2 separate regions of the Canis lupus genome follow, and region 2 is linked to region 1. Evidence: chromatin contacts called from public Hi-C data. All regions are on one chromosome and are shown on one strand. The core of a region is the stretch at or near the end of the contact, and the rest is flanking DNA. Distances in the headings are between cores, read along the strand shown. Region 1 holds the start of SFR1 (swi5-dependent recombination DNA repair protein 1 homolog). Region 2 holds the start of ITPRIP (inositol 1,4,5-trisphosphate receptor-interacting protein).

Region 1 (3,419 bases), core at 411-2,910:
ATCACAAAATGTCTTTCAATTCCTGCAAGCCCCATTAATTTTATTCTTTTTATTTTAGCAAAGTCAGCACCCTTCCAAAACAGTGTTGAGACACTTACCCCAGTCATCCCAAACATCTGTTCAGCAACTGTCACACTCCTGACACTTCTGAGTGCCTCAGAGTTACAAATTAAGGAGAAGACCTAGCTCCCTGCCACCAAAGACCTTCAGAATACTGCAGATTCAAACTTGCTCAATTTGGAATTTTGTAGTAACCTGATCTGAAACTAAATGAACATAATTGATACCAGATGAAAATGGTGGGGGTAGTTCAAACTCATTATCATAGGAGAAAGGCCTAAAATTACTTAATAGTCAATAAAATCTCTACTTTTTGATCTACACATTACGTTGATTAACAGTCTTCAGTAGAATTAAACCCACTGCTGGCACAATACCTAGAAATAAAGAATAGCTCCCATGCAAGAGCTCGGATATGCATACTTGTTTTCTTGAACTACTTGGGCGGGGAGATGGTGGACTGGCACAGGCCTGCGGAGTGCTAGGTGAAACCACGGCTGGGTCGGATGGGCTTTCCATCTTGAAAACGCAATCTTGGCTTACCTCTACAAAATTGAAAAATAACAACAAAAAATAACCAATCAGAATGTAAATACATACTGTTTCTGTAAAAGAACTTTTTACTGCTGTACATATCACCTCCACGAATAAGCCAGCCACAACTTCACTTAGTTGGGGTCCATTCTTGCTCGTTTTGCAGTTTTCCATTTACCTTCCTACCTACGACCGTGTGGGTCCACGTGGTGACTACCAGGACAAACGAGCTGGCATCTCCCTATAGAAACGCTCTCCACTTGTTTTATCTACATTAGAATATCCTCAGATCTGTCGTGTACGGAGTGGGAGAATTAACTGTGGCATTTTTTTTTTAAGATTTTATTTATTCACGAGAGACACAGGCAGAGGCAGAAGCAGGCCCCGTGCAGGGAGCCCGACGCGGGACTCAATCCCAAGACCCCAGGATCACGCCCTGGGCTGAGGGCGACGCTAAACCACTGGGCCACCCAGGGATCCCCTAACTCTGGGATTCTTAAGGAACTCTAATTTATAAGGAAATACAAACTCAAATCCTGACCCGAAAAAATCATCAGAACTGTCACAGTACCTTGAGCCCTATAAAGCTGTGTGACTAGAACCAATGACCACGGGGCCTGAGGAACAAGGAACAGGAGCGCAGGTAAGTGTACGCCCGTCTGTGTCGTTTGAGCAGCGAACTGACCCTGGAAAGGAGAGTTGGCACAAGTTTGTTTCCTCAAACAAAGGCATCAACTTTGGGGGGGGGGGGAGGGGGGCATTTTCCTCCTCCTTCCACCACAGCAGAAAACCCACACTAGCCCTCGGGAGCCCCCCGGGTCAGAGGAAGGGTTGGGAGGCGCCCTGCCCGCACAAAGGGAGCTCCGCTCGACGCGCCCGCAGACCCCGGAGCAGCCCACCCCCCACACTCCCATCCTCTCGCCCGCCCGCGCTCTACCTCCCTCCTCCACCTCCCAGAGCGCGGAAAACGCGCGCTGCCCTGGGGGGCGGGGCCGCAGGGGAAGCGGAAGAGACGCGCGATTGGTCCGATTGACCGACGCGCAGCGCCGCGTGCCTCAGCGCCCCGGGAGCGGCCGGACTGCGCGTGCGCGGTCTCCAGCGCGGCGAGGAGGCGGAAGCGGGCGGGGTCACGCGGGGCCCGCAGAGACGTGTGACTGGCCCGGTCGACAGTCGCTCGGCGCTCTGCCCCGCCCAACGCCGGAGCGCGGCGGCACAGGGCGCGCGCGGCCGCCAGCCTCCGCAGGGTTGGGGGCGGGCCGGGCTGAGTTTCTGAATGACTGACGGACGGATTCTGAGGGAACGGCTGAGGGAATGGGGCGGAGGGGCGGCGGCTTCTGAGGGAATGCGGGGGGGCGGGTTCCCTCGCCGACGTTCCAGGCCTCGCCTTCCCCTCCCGGCTTCTTTGTGTTTGTGTGTGAGGGAGGAAGCCCGGGCGTGCCCCGCGGCCCCTCGGGCCTCGCTCGCCGCAGCTAACGTCGCAGTGTCACGCGGCGGGGCCGAAGCCGCGGAGCCGCCCGTGGCTGGCGTTCACGGTCGGCTCAGCTGAGGCGGGGGGAGACTCCGACGTGTCAGACCTTTCCAGGAGGCCCGTGCGGCTGCGCACCTCTCCAGCCTTTGCTGCCGCGAACACTTTTTTTTTTTTTTTTTTTAAGATTTTACTTACTTATTCATGAGAGACGCAGAGACACAGGCAGAGGGAGAAGCAGGCTCCATGCAGGGAGCCCGACTTGGGACTCGATCCCGGGTCCGTCCCCAGGGTCACGCCCTGGGCCGAAGGCGGCGCTAACCGCGGAGCCACCGGGGCTGCCCGAGATTACTTTTAAAAATAAATAAATAAAAGGTTTGAAAAAAAAAGAAATAATCCTCACTTCCTGGTGGCGATGGTCTGTTGCTGTGCAACAACAAAGTTAAGTCAATTGGGCGGAGCCCTGGGTTTGGGGAAAGACGGTTCGTAATTTCTGAGTCACATGGAAGTCGGGGATTTTTAAGGAGCTGGTGTTTTCAACCCTCATAAATGGCCTTTGGAAACGTTGATACGGTCTCTCTACAAACACCTCATAGCACAGAAGTGCCAGGGCCCTGAGGGATTGACTGAGCAGTCGGAAATCGGGAACCTGAAGACAACCGAGTGCAGTGAGGAAGGACGTAAAGCTTGGTGGCAAATTGCCTGGGTCCAAATCCTGACATTATTTTATATGCTTTGTAAAGTAGTGTCTATGCCTGGGCTTCCTCATCTGTAAAATAGGGGGTGATAGTACGTTGACCTCCTGGCAATTGGAGGGTTAAATGAGCATTCGCCACAGACACCGAAAACAAGATATGTAGGAAGCCCTCGATAGTAGTTATTTTATATACACCATGATATTCACCATTCCCTAATTGATAGGAAGGTACGCATCATACAGTTATTTCATCCTTGCACTTATCTCCCCAGATTTTAAAAAAAGATGCTGTACTCCATAAAACCCCACATGATTTAAACCGTAACCAGCAGAAAACTTGGTGCCTCCATATATAATTAATAATATATAGTCCACTTCTCCTAAGTTTTTCAAAAATTACATAGATCAGTCTCAAGGTATTTGCAAAATGAAAGAGAACTCATGATTTTCTGATACAAGCGTTATTCACCTCACCAAGCCCCAGGTCTCAGTCTGTACGTTTATTTCTCCCCTTCCTCATCCATTGGCACCAGTTACACTGAAAAGAGCAGAATGATTTGTCCTGACACTAGAAGCACAATGCAGACTCTGCATATTCGTTATACCTCGGGGCATAAGGTTGGGTTGTTTTTATGATTCTCTAAAATCAGCTGCTCCACAGTC
Region 2 (3,585 bases), core at 657-3,156, 200 kb before region 1:
CAGGATGACAATCCCAGAGGGCATTCGAGTACTAACCTTCATGTTCCAGCATACAGAACCCTGAACTCTTACCCCAAGGATTATAAGGCAGTGTAGAGGTGCTCAGGTCAGTGTCCCTACCCTCCAAGAATTCCTTTTGCCTGCTTTGGGGAGAAGGAGTACCTCACCCATCCAACTTGACAGACATTTTGGCAATACATAGCCCTTTCGCAAACGTTTCCCTAGATTCCTGGAGTCAACGAGGAAGAATTTCTTCTGCCCCTCAAGATCCTTCTAGTAAGACTAAGAATCAAACTGACATGAAGCAGATTTTTTTAACAGGAGAAAATCACATTTAGGTGCCTCTGTAAGGGGGGATCCCACCCAGACAGGGAAATTCCAAAGACAGTGATAGCTAAAGTGAGCCCAGGAGAGGGGGTGGGCTCTGAGGTTACAAAGGGAGAAAGACTATTGGGAGGATGGTGAAAGGAGGAGTTTGGAAAACAAAGCTTGCCTCATTAGGCTTCTTAGGTAAAGAGGAATTCCTAATAGCTCTCTTCCTAGCGCTGGCTGGCCCCCGGGAGGGGGAGGTAAAGAGCTTTTCCAGAATCTGCCCAGGCAGGGTTCCATTGCTTTTAACTCAAAATAATGTTCAGGCCAAAGGGGCCCATCTCAGAGCAGCCTGCCCCTTGACCCCTGCAAGCCCGTTCCCCCATCCTCCCCATCAGTGCCCCCCCAACTCCGCCTAACTGTCCCTGATGTAAGGAAAGCGCTAGGAGCAAAGCAGAAGCTTGAAAACAAGAGTAACCTGGGCCAAGGGCCAGGGGGGTCTATTTTTAGCGCTTTGTCTCACTGCCTGTTTATCTTCGAGCCTCAGCCTAATGTCTTGCAGGCGAGTGTTCACGTTACTGGGCTGGCTCCAAGAGGGAAGGGCATAGGTGACCTAAGAGGCCCCACCGCAGCGGCCCTGGTGACAACCCCTTGGACAGCGTGTTCTCCTCATTTCCCCCAGGCCGCCCTCCGTCGTGCTGGACTCCCCCAAAGCCACTTAATGCAGGATTTGTTCCAGCCGCGGCCGCCACTCCCCCTGGCCGGGACAGCCGGCGGGTCACAAGGAGGAGAGGCTACGGATTTCGCACCCGGGGGCGGGGGGGGCACCTGGGCACCCGATTCCCGGGACCCTAACTTCACACACGGGGTCTAACTGCACTACGGCGGCGGGCTCGGGGCCCGACAGCGCCCTCTGCAGGGAGGCGGGCGGTGCCCATCCTTTGTGCAGCCTCAGCCCGGAGCAAGGCACGGGGGCCCGTGGCTCCTTGTTCGTCCACTCGAGCCGCGGAAAAAGAAAGGGGCCGGCGTCGTGTCTGGACGTACAGTTCCCTCCCAGGACAAAAGCGGGGGGGGGGGGGGGGGCTGGGATCCCGCCGCTTGTAAAACGCGCCGCGGAGAGCTCGCAGCCCAGGGGCCGCGCCTTAACCCCCGCCCCCTGCCCGCCCGCGCTGCCTTTTAAGGGCGTCCTGCTCGCCCCGCGGCCCCCCGCGCCGGCCGACTCGGGAGGCCGGAGCCCGACTCGCAGGGTCGCCCTCCGGGTCTGCTGGCCTCTCGGGGGTTCCTGTGGGGGGCGGGGGCCGACCTCTTGGGGCCGCCTCACCGCGACTCGCGCGGTCCTCCTTAAGGAGCTGCGGCGGCCCGTGGCAGAGGCGGGTGTTTTGTTCTTATAAGGAGGAAAAAGTTTCTGTGACATCCAGGAAATGAGTAACTCCGCCGCCCTGGGGGCCGCGCGGATGGAGGCGCGAGGGCGGGAGCCGGCCGTGGAGCCGCCGCCCCCGTCCTTCTAAGCGCCCGGCGGGACGCGAACCGCGGCCTCCGGGCCCTGGGGCCCCGCGCGCGCTGCGGGGCTGGCGCGGTCCCCGCGGAGGCCGGGAGGGGACGAAGGCCGGCGTGAGTCCCGAGGGCGCCCGCCTCGCGCGGGGGGGAAGGGGCGCGCGGCGGAGGGAGCGGGGGCTGGGGGCGCGCGGTGGAGGGCTCCGGGGGCGCGCGGTGGAGGGAGCGGGGGCTGGGGGCGCGGCGGAGGGCGCCGGGGCTGGGGGCGCGGGGCGGCCGGCTGCGTGCCCTTCCGCGCCCCCGGCGTCTCCGCTGCAGCCCGGGCCGGGGCCCCCGGGCCTCCTGGCTGCACCCCCGCGCGGCGACGGTCGCTCCCGCCCCGCGGTCCGTTACTTCTGAGTGCAGCGTGCGTGCGCGGACAGACCGACGGGCCGGTCCCCGGCTCTTCCCCTCCTGCAAGGAGGCAGTAGGAGGGCTGCCTGTTTTCTCTCTCGGTTTAAGGTAGTGAAGTTATGGGGTTACGGGGGCCCGAGGGAGCCTCCGCAGCTTCCTCTTTCGGGACTGCGAGTGTTGGAGACCCCGCGCAGTGCAGGACTTTCCTCTTGCGGCTGCAAATCGCCTGACCCTTAACCCAATCCCCACCTCTCCCCCCTGTGTCTCCAGCTTTCTGGCTTCCAGGTGATGGGACTCAGAAGCCCCAGGGCCGGGCTTCCCATCCCAAATGCTCCTCTTTAGAAATCAAAATGCTACCAAGCAAGAAGGGGAACATATTTTACGGAGCCACTCAGGGATCACACATCCCCTGCCTGGTGTGAGAAGGAACCGCCTTCAAAACTAGAAGAGCTCCAGATGCCGGGCAGATCCTGGACCCCGGCCTGGGGGATCTGAATCAGTTTGAGAATCCTGTTCTGTTTTCTTGTTACTCTTTTGGATTTGACCCAGAGCCCTTCCTGCCTTTTACAAGCCAGTTGTACCCCGGAGAGGCTGCCAGGTAAAGCTGATCTGAGCCCGCTGCAGTCACAGGTCCAGGTTAGCTGTGAACATGGCACCGCACACGCAGGTGGAGTTGCTGCTGTTCACCTCTTTATTATTAACATAATGGGCTGTGCTATGGAGCCCTCCTTCCAGCCTACGTGCCTAAGTGGCTTTCATTGTTTGCTAATTCCCTGTGCCTGCTGCTGCTCCAGGCCATTCTGCCCTCATATTTTCCACTTGTGGGTAACCATAAAGTGGTTATACTGACTCTCTGCTCTCCCTGGGTGGATGGCTTTTGTTCAGATGCCATCCCCTAGCTCCGTAATTTGCAAAGATGCAGCAATTTCAAGCTCTGGATTTCAGGGGGCAAGGATCTGAACTTTTAACCCGATGCCATCATCCCAGAAGTTGTCACCTTACCAGGAGTGGTTCCCAGCTCCTGCAGGATTCAAAGTGAAACAAAGACCAGGGTGTGGGGGTGAACTTTTTATCTGAGGGCAAGAACAGGGAAGAACATCTAGCAGGGGCTTCTGGCAAAAGTGCCCACCCGAGAAAGTACTACCTGGGAGAAAGCTGGTTTTGTATTTGTCCCTTCTCAAACGCCCTGGAGTCAATAAAGAGAAAGAAGGTGGGGGATTCTGTCTGATGGAGGAGGTACACATCTCAGTTGGGAGGCAGTGACCAGCAGAGCCCCTACGGTGAGCTCAGTCCTCCAGGCCCCCTCCAGCAAAGGATGGCACTGCCAAAGGGAAGTGGTCCAGGGGAGAGGGGCTGGCATGGCAATGGGGGGTCAGCAAAGCGCATCTT

What was found. Hi-C and Micro-C count contacts between places; a contact is called where the count stands out from the background.
Region 2: a contact with region 1 is called in a Hi-C map of blood, with 2.5 times the contacts expected there. The contact joins the promoter of ITPRIP here to the promoter of SFR1 in region 1. A contact is called at or near these places in 2 of 9 Hi-C or Micro-C datasets (amygdala and blood).

Annotation. Positions count from the first base shown.
Region 1 is chr28:16,628,047-16,631,465 of UU_Cfam_GSD_1.0, reverse strand. It overlaps SFR1 (swi5-dependent recombination DNA repair protein 1 homolog), which reads right to left and starts at 1,660. Exons shown (of 5, transcript XM_038578723.1): 1 at 1,532-1,660; 2 at 1,166-1,280; 3 at 484-605. The coding sequence starts at 579.
Region 2 is chr28:16,829,043-16,832,627 of UU_Cfam_GSD_1.0, reverse strand. It overlaps ITPRIP (inositol 1,4,5-trisphosphate receptor-interacting protein), which reads left to right and starts at 1,906. Exons shown (of 5, transcript XR_005380544.1): 1 at 1,906-1,920.